Regions from separate parts of the Zea mays genome. Here region 1 is linked to region 2. Evidence: chromatin contacts called from public Hi-C data. All regions are on one chromosome and are shown on one strand. Each heading gives the region's core, a stretch centred on a gene start, on an enhancer-like site or on the middle of the called end of the contact. The rest is flanking DNA. Distances are from core to core; before and after follow the strand shown.

Region 1 (6,130 bases), core at 2,463-4,962, 400 kb after region 2:
GGCGACTTTTAGTATGTCACTAAACTTGTGAAATTTTATTGTCTTGTTCCTGGTATCTTAACATGCACATTTCGGCCTATACTTCTATGGTTGTGACGTCTAGGTCTGTGAATTTGTTTTGGGTGTCATCACATGTCTAAATAGTTTGAGACCTCTTTAGATCTTTGATGACACAAACAACAAGTTTATAGACCTAGATGACATAAATATACAAATATATGGATGAAAATATGGACATTGATGTGTGCAGCACAACACATTTGTAACAATTTGCCATCTAGCATGAGAGAGGAAAGGGGTAACTTATCTTGCATGCAACACATCAAATTATCATTAGTGGTGCAGTTGTCAAGAGTCACTGTCGAGACTTTCTTCTCAATTTGCCAATCTTGTAAGACTTCGTAAAGAACATCACTTATAATTTCTCCTGTATGTGGAGCGGGCACATATATGAACCTACAACAGCAGTAATAAATGTAAGCACCAAAGAAACTAGAATTCAACCACAAAGATGAACTACATTCTACTTCTACAAGTAACAGTTACCTCAAAAGAAATGATTTCAGCTTCCATTCTTCATCAATGAAATGTACTGTAACCGACATATATCCTTTTTTTGATGATTTGCTGTCCACATATCAGTAGTTACAGCAATCCGAGATTGACACTTTTGGAAGAAATTGATCATAGAACTCCTCTGCACCTCATACATATCTAAAATGTCCTTTTTAATAGTGTTCCTAGACATTGTTTTGAAAAGAGGTTGTAGAGCTGCACAAAATCTCCTAAAACCAACATGGTCAACCATTGAAAGTGGATACTCGTGGACACATATCATTATTGCGAGTTCTTTCCTAGCAACTTGTTGATCAAAAACATACTTATCAACTATTATTGCTCCACGTTCATCCTTACTCAACTTCAAGGTTGCTTGTTTTAATCCTTTTCTAACTTGCCGTGATTGACAACTTCCAAGGTGACTACGCAAATGAGTTGTACCAGCTTTACTATCTCCAACTAATTGCTTTTTACACCAATTACATTGAGCTTTTAATTTACCACCAACAGTTACTTGTTCAAACTCTAGCCAAACATCAGATTTCAGCTTCCTCTTTGTCCCAACAATAACAGTATCATCATCTTCCACAATGACATTATCTATACCTGATTGTGGTGCTGCTGCTGCAGGTGGAGCATTAGTACTTGATGATGGTGTGCCACTAGCAGTAGTATCACCAGCACTTGATGGGTCTGCACTCAGCGTCGGCGTCAATGTAGGTGTACCAGCAGCATCGCCAGCCCGATTGATAGTTGATCGGTTTAAGGTCACTCTCCCCCTCCTCGTTGCAGCACCACGTGAAGACAACGGTGGACGATTAGCTTGCGTCCCGGAGCCAGATCCACTTGTAGGCGCCATGGATGAACTTTACTACTTTAGATTTGAGAACCACCTCCACCTATTTGAGATCAGTGAGACATCAACTGTAAAATATACCTCGGACTCGGAGTGCTAACTCACTAGCTCAGAGAGACAGAGACGCTACCTTGGACCGGAGAAGGAGAATGGATTGGAATTTGGATACGCAGACACGCAGGGGAGCCAGCCACTAGCCAGGGACGCCAGCCAGGGACGCTGCGTCGCTGGCTCGCTGCCACGCTGTTCGCTGCTTCGCTGGACGGCCGGGGCAACCAGTCTTGCTCGACGACGGCAGGGACCAGGGCAACCGGTCTTGCGATGGACGGCCGGGGCAACCAAAGTACCAGACGACGGGGCGGATCTAGCGTTGTCCGCCTGTCCCACGAGTACCAGACACCGGGGCGGAGTGGCTGGTGGCGGTGGCCAGTGGCCGGTGGGCGGTGGCGGCTTGACTGGCTGAGAGACAGAGAGAGCAGAGAGATGAGACGTGAGGTGAGAGACGCCGGACGCGTGGGCGGCTGGGGGCCTGGCCGGCGGCCGCCTGGGGCTGCGATGCGTCCTTACTCCTGCGTGGCTGCGTGTGTGTGACTAGGGTAGTAGGGTTTCTGGACATTGGGCCGCCGGTTTCTTGTGGGCCAAAAGTGAAAACTCAAATTATTTCGGATATCCGCCAAGACCCGCGGGCACAAGATAAAACCCGTACCCGACCCGATTTAATCACGGGTCGGGTATGGGTGAGACCCGCGGGTTAAATTTCTTACCCGAACCCGAATCCGACGGGTCGGATATCCGTGGATATCCGAACCCGCGGGTAAAATTGCCATCCCTAATTGAAAGCTTAGAAACTGGAATGGTACAATTTTATAAGTTTAGGGGTCTGAACATGCACTTTGACCACAGTTTAGGACTAATGATATGTTTAGAAACCGGTAGTGTAATTTGGACTCTGCTGGGAACAGCCTTAAGAGGCCAGCTGGGCCCTGTAACTTGTCGGCCCGTGAACTCGTCTGCGGTTGCTCTGCAGCGTTTGTGTTGGTGAAAAAACGTGGAGCGCAGTACTCGGCAGCAGACACTCTATGGCTTTATCGTCATCATCACCAGTGGTTGCCCCGTGCAGGTTCCTGTGCCCCCGCGCCACTACCGCCTCTCGCGACATCCTCTCCTTCGCGACCACAGCAACAAGGAGGCGGCTGCTCCTCTCCACCGCCACCACCACCATTGCCGCCGCCATGGCCGCTTCTTCCTCCTGCAAGGTCATCGACTCCCACCTGCACGTCTGGGCCACGCCACAGCAGGTGCGTAAGCAGGCAACGCGCGCGAGCCCAGTTTCCGCGTCCTGGGCTCCTGGCGGCCCGCGGGGGAGTTCAGTAATCCTTCTGGGGTTGTTTTTTTTTTTTTTACCGGTGACTCCAACCCTATCCGTGCAGGCCAAGGAGGAGTACCCGTACTTCCCAGGCCAGGAACCCACGCTGCGTGGCGACGCCGACTTCTTACTCGAGGTCAGTCAGAGAACTTCAGAAATGCCGCATTCATGTGCACTTGAGGTTGCCCTGGAGCCCATTCGTTTCAGAGTTTCTGACCATCGGCGGCCGAATGAGTTGTGCCCGTGCTCTTGATAGATGGATTGGTGGGCGCATTTTTCGTACGTCTGATGTGAAATCGCACACACTGCAGCGGTCAACCTACTCTACCCCAAACCTGAAATCCTTCCACTAACTACATGTTACGATTCAACCAGGTAGTAGTAGCAGAGTTCGTAGTAGCGGAGTACAGCAGGGAGGGAATTGGGAAGAACGGAGTAGGAGACGTGAGGAACAAGAAGAAGAGGAATATTCTGCTTACTACATCTCATGCCATCTCTCCTCCCCCCATTTCTAGCTTATATACTCCAGGTCTTCACGCCCGCCAATCCGACCCGTGGAAGCGGGGATGGATTTTCCTCTGGCGACGGCGAGTTCAGGATAAGTGTTACGCTTATATAAGCCGAAATAGCTTATATACTCCTTGCATAAGTGTTTTCCGTTAACTAAACCCTTGAGCATTAAGCTGCACAGACACAGTTCAGGACAGACCTTCTTAGCCTCAGTGTCCCACCTAAATTGTTTACAAACATAGGCACCGACTTAAACAACTCTACCCCAGCACCAGAGTAATTAAAATCCGAAAATGCTCTGAATTACACCAGGTCTCTTATCTCCACGGCAAGAATGGCCGACAGAGTCATGGCACGTTCTCCGTGAGGCTGGTCCCTTTTCACATCTAACCTACTCCTGTTTCAAGTCAAACGATAGGGAAATCAGAGGGTCGGAGACCAAGAAGAGACCAATCTATACTCCTGGACTTCTCTTGTTGCTAAATCCATTCTCCTGGACGTTGCAAAAAGAGAAAAAAAGAAAGAATATCACGTTCCTCCTTTCACGAGGGAAGGGAGTATTAGCGAGGTCCGTCCATGTCAGCGGCATACTGGGCCAGAATACATGCAGCAACCACGACCCCCTTCGTGGGCTTTCTTCCCCCGCAGAAAAGGCCCAACCCAGACTGACGAGCAGTTTCGCAGCGATCAGTTGGCCAAAAGTATATACGAAACAAACGAAGAGACGCCTGTCCAACCCGCCGACTCCGATGCAACGCGAACCTGTCCAACCCGCCGACCCTCGGACGCCTCACGCACAAGCCCACACCCACCACCGGCAAACGGCAAAACGCGCGCGCGCGGCACATCACATATGCAGAGCAGAATGCAGATGCACCACGTTGTAGCAGACCGCCGGCGGCATTACGTGGAAGCGGTCCCACGAGGCCTTCTCGTGGTGCTGCCCGCGACAGCGACAGCGGCAGCAGCGACCATGGCGAATGGCCACGGCCACGGCCGGCGCAGGGCGCTCGTGGCCACCCTTGGCGGCCCCCGGAGGCGTGGCAGCGCATGCGGTTGCGAGACTCGCTTCTGCGTTCCTCTGCTACTGGCTTTGCGCCATTGTGGGCGTGTTTGTATCACATGCCAATACTGCTCTGTGAGGCCAGAACAGAGCGAACGGTGTAAGACGACCTCATCATGTGAATAGTGGATCCGACATGTGTGGTGTACTGTGGCATTCTGCAATGTATGAGACTCGACTTGATTCACGAAAAAGTAATGTCATACGGCTGTGTTGATTCCTCACCGCCCCACCCCCACCATAAAACGGTCATAAGTCCAAATATCATCTCGGCTCAGCGCTCAGCTCCGCAGTCATCGGCTCCTGAACTGATCTGAAGAAGACATGTTCACTTCATGTTCTGACGACGCATTGATGCTGACATTCCCCCATGACAAGAAGCTGCTTGTCCCAAGCAGGAGCCTGCGGAAACGACTGTCAAAGGGCAATGAGATCTTCCCAAGTGGCTAAGGACGGAGGCGGGAGGCATACCTGACCACTGCACGAGGACCTGAGATACACCCTCTGGACCCCCACGGCACTGCAAGATGCGTTCAGGAATTTGCAGTCCATCCATATGATTAGGTAGCTGAGCAACAGAAACTAACGGCGGCACAACCTTCTTCAGCTGCGAAACATGGAAAACTGGATGTAGGCAGCTCTAATTTATAAGCCATGCATATTCCGCTTCATGGTCGGAATGGAGTGGGCGTGCAACTGCTTCCAGGGCGCAGGCTCATACCGCCGCTGCTGCTATTTTGTTGGATTCTGGTCAATTCAACAACCCAAGGACTTTGTAACACCTACAGTAACCCAATAACATATGCAGCTTGTATTGGTCTATAGAGTAGGGGGACTAATATGTGATTTTGGGAGAGAAGGCATAAAAGAAGCCCTACGCAGAAGAGGCATCGGGGAGAAATCAGAAAACAGACTCGTTCACGTTGTCTTCATCACCAAGGCACGTTCCAGGTGAGTTTCTCCATTTCCTCACGTCTCGGTCATCACCACCGGGGTGTGACAGATGGTATCGCAGCCGATTACATTGTGCAGCTCAATCTGCGAGGCAGGGCCGTATCTGAGGGGTCCCAAAAACAGAGGCCCCCCTAGCCATTGGACGCTAGCACTTTTTCCTGTTAAATCTATCTATCCTATACACAAATATGTAAAAAGCGATATGCTATCGACTAGTCTCGTTTAGATTGTTAAATTAATGTCTCAATTATTTATCGAATACTTCATCTGTTCTAAAATAGTATTTGTTTTATCTCTTAATTTTTATGTTTATATTCAACTAAATAATAATGAATCCAATAAAGAAGCAAAACGAATTCTATTTTGATATAAAGAGAGTAACATGGTGGTTGCATCGGTGGAGAAAGGTTTTTAAAATTGAAATATTTTTGTGAACTATTTAAGGTCAACAATAACTCAAGAGAAGTTAAATGTCTTGGCGATTCTATGTGACGAAAAGAAATTGTTGGATAAGATTGATCTCAATAATATAATCGATGACTTTGTATCACAAAATGTTAGAAGATATTTTTAATAATATCAGATAACAACTAAGTACTTTTGGCTATATTTTACATTTGTCATCTTATAAACTTTAAAACAACATAATAATTTTATACGTCAATTATTCAATTATATATATATATACAAATATATATATAGGGACGAGGTAATGGAAGCCCTGGGCTTCCATTAGTACCAGGAAGCCCCAGCCAGGTATAGCCACGTCTCGTACCAGCATGCGTCCCACCGGGCATGAGTTCTTACTTGGACATATTTTAGC
Region 2 (6,244 bases), core at 825-3,324:
GTGAACTACAACCATTGCTCATGTATGGGCATGACCAACCACCTCCTCTACCACCACCATACATATATTCGCATCCAACAGTACCCGAGGCACTATCTTCTGTATTTTACAGACTCACAGAGATGGATGGATATAATTATACATGCTACGAGGTGTGTTACTTTTGTTTTTGTCGTTTACTACTTGTTTTCCATTTATATTATCTAGTTAATGTTATTTTATAACTTTGTATAGGGTCATGAATACGGAGTGAGCTCATACCCGGAAGGTTCAAACATGCATGAATAATATGAATCCAATTGAATATGTAAAGAATTATATTATAAAAAAACTTTATATGTACTTGTATCGTTGTATGACACGATTGTAACCTTCTATTGCTTTTGCATTCAATTTGTGTGTTTCTATTTGTGTAAGTATGGTTTATGCGATTTTGGGCATCAAACTATTTGTGAATATATTTGTCGTGCTTTTAGAACCAGTGGGACAATATAATTTGTGTTCGGGAGGGGATGTTAACACAGATTCACTCTGGATGGTGAATCGCTAGGGACTCAGAGAGAGGGTCGAGATAGAGGGTTATACTAGTTAAGGCTTTCACCCTAGTCCAGTGTAGTGCTGATCGTATTATTGCTTTGAGAGATGTGTTAAAGCTGATGCATGTGTGGGAAGGAGGGGGTCTTGCCCTTTTATAGTTCAAGGGTAGGGCTTTATACAGATGACTTGTTTTCTACTAGTAAGGACACAATTTGTAGTAGTGTTGTCTTTAATTGCCTCGGCGTAGCCTTCCTGACGTTGTCTTCGGGATCGTGCGTAGTTGTTCACCAGTCATGGCGTACCGTCTTCTACACGGGTCCCTGAAGCGACGCCCGTTGGTCCCCACAAGGCAGAGACAGGGCAAGTCTTGGTGTCGTGCGCGTTGTGACCCTGCCTTTTGTCATTTAACCATGTGTCATCCTCCTAGCGTGCTTAATCGTACACTCGATATGATGTATTGATGTGTCCTACTCGATATGCATGTTACTATGGCAACGCCGATGCTTAGGTTCCCTAGGACTGGTGGTCATCCGATCCCACCAAGCAGAGACCGTATGCGGTGACGTACCGTCACGTTGATAGATACTTCCCGACACCCCTTTGGTAATGCCGCGTCACATGTAGTTTGTTAATACCATGTCTTATCGTGGCTGACGTGGGTCAACAGTACCGGATTGGGGTCTCCGCCTCGCTGAGCTGCTTGGTAAGGATTTGGTCGACACCTCCACCTCGCAGGGTTGCTCGACATACACTTGGTCGGTACTTCAGCCTCGTAGGGTAGGATTGCTCGACAGAGACTTGGTCGCTCGCTTCGCCCCGCAGGGTTGCTCGATAGAGATTTGGTTGGTCGTTCCACCTCGCAGGGTTGCTTGATAGAGACTTGGTCAACAAGTGTTTGTCGAGAATCTTGAGCCTACTTTGGACTCCCGATTCTTGGGTACCTGATAATATTGTTATTTATTGTGCAACATGATTTGAATAAAATACAGATAAGTCTTGTCAAAATTTTAATTTTTTTAACTAAAATACGTTTCTCGGTCAAAAAAGACGAAATTTGGTTGAGAAACGTAAACTGTTCAGGAAATGCGAAATTCGAGCAAAATTCAGTTATTTTTCGTTTTCGAAAACAGGCAGAATTAGGTTAAAGGCCTGTTTGGTTTACTACCTAACTTCCCACATTTTACCTAAGGTTAGTTTTTCAATTCGGACGAACCTTAGGTAAAGTGTGGCACAGTTAGACGCGAACCAAACATGCCTTAAAAAAAGATAGAAAACCCTGGTTATTGGAGACAGCCTAGGAGCAGAATTGTCATGTGCCGTGAGCAGCCGTGACTTCGTTGTGTTTTGTTGCCTCACGCGGTAAATAGTTGGAAACAAGCGCTGCCCACAGCAAAAAGCTCGGCCGCAGACATTTCCGGTGCTGCGGGCGCTGCGCATCTCTTGCCACCCAGGTGGGAGTTTGTGGGCCAGTCCGTTTGAAACCGTGACACTGTCGTCAGGGCCCACCGCCAGTCCACCTTTTCCTCTCACCCCATCCCATCTCCGGATCTATCGCCCTCGCCATCGGCAATCGGCATCGCCACCGGTAGTGGGAGGGAGCAAGGGGGGGACCCAGGCCAACGCCGCGCACCTTTGCCCTCTTATCATCATCAACATCACCACGGGCGGGGGAGACGGCCCTCGAAGCGTACCCGTCCCCATCCTCCTTTTCCGAACCACCGGAGCGCGGCGGCGCGGCGCGAGACCCTTCCCGGCTTCTACTCCTCCGATCCTCCGCACCGGCTGACGAGTAGCCCACTCACTGGTAAGCCCCGCCCGCTCGTTGCTCCCTTCGTGCCTGATTCGGTCCCTCCGTGCCTGATTCTGTCACGCGGTTTTCTCTTGTTTGATTGGATCGATTGTTTGCTGCGGAATCTGCGTAGTGCTTGTTCTTAGTCTCTGGTGTCATGGGAAGAAATCGCGTGCCTCAGTGCCCTGTACGGAGTGACCGATCTCGGATGGGGACTGGCAGGCCAGTTTTGCTGTCATTAGTGATCCGCGCGGTGCGTAATTGTTCGAGATTTAGTTCTATTTGGGAAGCCCAGCCGCGATACATGCAAAATTCAGTTCCATTCCCCTGAAATTTCGGTGCCTAATTTAAATCAGTTCCCTTGCACTGGAATTTCGTTGCCTAATTTGTTGTTGTTGTTCCTGCTGCTCTCTAGGGAGAACCTAACCAATCTCCTGTTCTTGTGCAGGGGGACGTGGGATCGATCGGCGGCTGATGGGAGGCTAGATTCCGCAATCCCACAGACTAGACACATCCCCTTCGCGGTTGACTTTGGCGAATCGACCTTGATCTGAAAATGGGGCTGTTCCGGGCGGCGTCCGGCCTGGCCCGTTTGGCTCTGCGAAGGAACCTCTTGCGCGCCGCGGCAAGCCCCTTTGCCGCCGGCGGTGGCGCCGTCCCAGGTGCCGCGCCGGCGCGCTACTTCCACTCCACCTGCCCGCGCCGGTTCGCTGCGCCCACGCCCCGTGCTGTGCCGCTCTCGCGCCTCACCGACAGCTTCCTTGATGGGACCAGCAGCGTCTACCTCGAGGAGCTGCAGCGGGCCTGGGAGGCCGACCCCAGCTCTGTCGATGAGTCCTGGGACAACTTTTTCCGCAACTTCGTCGGCCAGGCTGCCACCACCTCACCCGGCCTCTCTGGGCAGACCATCCAGGAGAGCATGAGGCTGCTGCTGCTCGTCAGGGCATACCAGGTGAGCGGCCACCTGAAAGCCAAGCTCGACCCGCTCGGGCTTGAGGAGCGTCCGGTCCCGGATGTGTTGGACCCGGCGTTCTATGGGTTCTCTGAGGCGGACTTAGACCGCGAGTTCTTTCTTGGGGTGTGGATGATGGCTGGGTTCTTGTCTGAAAACCGGCCAGTGCAGACGCTGCGCTCGGTGCTGGAGCGGCTCGAGCAGGCCTATTGCGGTACCATTGGGTATGAGTACATGCACATACCTGACAGGGAGAAGTGCAACTGGCTCAGGGATAGGATTGAGACAGTTAACCCAATGGATTACACTTATGACCGTCGTCAGGTCATGCTTGATAGGCTTATCTGGAGCACACAGTTTGAGAGTTTCTTGGCGACCAAGTGGACAACTGCAAAACGGTTCGGTCTTGAAGGTGCTGAGACTCTGATCCCTGGCATGAAGGAGATGTTTGACAGGGCAGCTCATCTTGGTGTAGAGAGTATTGTCATTGGGATGCCACACAGAGGCAGGTTAAATGTCTTGGGAAATGTTGTGAGGAAGCCCTTGCGACAGATATTTAGCGAGTTCAGTGGTGGCACCAAGCCTGTCAATGAAGGCGAGGGGTTGTATACAGGGACTGGTGATGTCAAGTACCATCTTGGAACTTCATATGATAGGCCTACCAGGGGTGGGAAACATATCCATCTGTCACTGGTTGCAAACCCGAGTCATTTGGAAGCAGTTGATCCTGTTGTTGCTGGGAAAACAAGAGCGAAGCAGTACTATTCTAATGACCGTGACAGGACCAAGAATTTGGGAGTGTTGCTGCATGGTGATGGTAGTTTCTCAGGGCAGGGCGTTGTGTATGAGACGCTGCATCTCAGTGCCCTTGAAAACTACACCACTGGTGGGACAATACATATCGTGGTCAATAATCAGGTTGCTTTCACTACTGATCCAAGGTCAGGGAGATCCTCACAATATTGCACAGATGTAGCAAAAGCATTGGATGCTCCTATTTTCCATGTTAACGGTGATGATTTGGAGGCTGTTGTTCATGTCTGTGAGCTCGCCGCAGAATGGCGTCAGACATTTCATTCAGATGTAGTGGTGGACATTGTATGCTACCGGCGATTTGGCCATAATGAAATTGATGAGCCGTCCTTCACCCAACCTAAGATGTACAAGGTACACACTCTTTGTTTCACTTTGTTGTCAAGATTTGGCACAAACTTATACGCCCTTTTGTCTCCACATATTCATTTCTATCCTGATTCTTTCTGTACCATTTGAGCAGTGATGTCTTCAGTACTCCATCTAGTTAAATTCTGAACGGCAGAAAAAATATGAGCACATTTTGTATCTTTTGATATCATAATAATAATAAGAATTCTTAAAAGTCTGAAATCAACATTGATTCTGAACAATCAAATTTGGTGTAGTTTCCGTATTATTTGTCACTGTCAGATGTGTAATTGTGCCCATCATATTTGGAAAGTTGATTTCTGTTTGCTTCAGGTGATTAGGAACCATCCAAGTGCGCTAGAGATTTATCAAAGGAAGTTGTTAGAGTCTGGGAAGATCTCAAAGGAAGATATTGATAGGTTAAACAAAAAGGTCAGCACTATACTTAATGAGGAATTTCAGAACAGCAAAGACTATGTTCCCAACAAGAGGGACTGGCTTTCAGCTTACTGGACTGGGTTCAAGTCACCAGAGCAGATTTCGCGTATCCGAAACACCGGGTAAATAGATCTTCCCATCTAGTTTAGCTGTTTCTGCGTTTCTTCACATTTTAAGTGATCTTGATCTGAAAAAAATCAGTTGCGCTTTGCCGCTTTATTTAATGCATTTTCAACCATGCAGTGTCAAGCCAGAGATTCTAAAACGTGTTGGAGAAGCCATGACTACTCTGCCAGAAAATTTCAAGCCTCACAGGGCTGTGAAGAAGATTTTTGATCTACGGCGTCAGATGATCGAGACTGGAGAAGGCATTGATTGGGCAGTTGGTGAAGCACTTGCTTTTGCTACTCTTATAATTGAGGGGAACCATGTCAGGTTAAGTGGTCAGGATGTTGAGAGGGGTACATTTAGCCATCGACACTCTGTCATCCATGACCAAGAAACTGGAGAGCAGTACTGCCCGCTGGATCATCTTGTTATGAACCAAGATGCGGAGCTTTTTACTGTGAGCAACAGGTATGAACTAAGATATACTAACTACTTGTTCCTGTTAGTGATGTGCATGGGTTAGCAGCTTAAGTTCACTCACTTTTTTAGGAAACATGCAACATTACAATAACCAGATAGATTCAAAACAGGAACCGGTACTTTTGTCAGCTGCACTAGTTGATTCTTGTTTCCACATAATGAGCACCAATAAAATAAATAAAAAGGCATTGCATATCCATATGTCAAACAACGTCAGGTAAAATAATGTTGTTGTACTATCAGTAGTCTGTATTATTGTTGTACTGCCTACTTACTATTGATGCGTGGGTATTGTGGTATCTTTAATTATTCAAACTTCTGAGATAATGCTACATGGTTTGTACTGGTGAATTGAGAAGCACGTTTAAGGCGCAGCAGAAAGCCAGAAACACATGCCAGGAATAGGATTCCTGACTAATGATCCAGATTCCAGACTGACCACTTGGATGTAGATAATAACAAACTGTTAAACAAGCATAAAGGGTATTGATATTGACTAGTAATCAGATTAAAACAGCCTAGATACAGGACTGAAGGATAAAAAATTTTCAGTGGTCGTTGGATTTTATGGCTGATATCCACATGCTCTTATATCATCTTTAACTGTATGAATCTTCATATGCAAAATATAAGAAAAAATATGGCTCAGTGTCTGGGATGTTTCTTCTAGTCGGGTTATTTAACAAGGCTTGCTGTTCTCTTCCTGTCTTAATGAAATGACACAGCTCTCCTTGTGGTAGTTCAAGGGAAAAAAACAGAACTGAACACTTTTCACC

What was found. A called contact is a pair of places that touch in the nucleus more often than the background predicts.
Region 1: a Hi-C map of root tip shows a contact between it and region 2, with 7 times the contacts expected there. The contact joins the promoter of LOC118473578 here to the promoter of LOC100383847 in region 2. A contact is called at or near these places in 3 of 25 Hi-C or Micro-C datasets (bundle sheath, ear and root tip).

Annotation. Positions count from the first base shown.
Region 1 is chr10:112,574,092-112,580,221 of Zm-B73-REFERENCE-NAM-5.0, forward strand. It overlaps LOC118473578, which reads left to right and starts at 3,713. Exons shown (of 1, transcript XM_035963461.1): 1 at 3,713-4,577. The coding sequence starts at 3,895. The coding sequence ends at 4,479. LOC100277718 reads left to right here and starts at 2,496. Exons shown (of 10, transcript NM_001151214.2): 1 at 2,496-2,712; 2 at 2,845-2,916. The coding sequence starts at 2,647.
Region 2 is chr10:112,179,442-112,185,685 of Zm-B73-REFERENCE-NAM-5.0, forward strand. It overlaps LOC100383847, which reads left to right and starts at 2,075. Exons shown (of 9, transcript NM_001362165.1): 1 at 2,075-2,341; 2 at 2,775-4,445; 3 at 4,776-5,002; 4 at 5,124-5,456. The coding sequence starts at 2,883.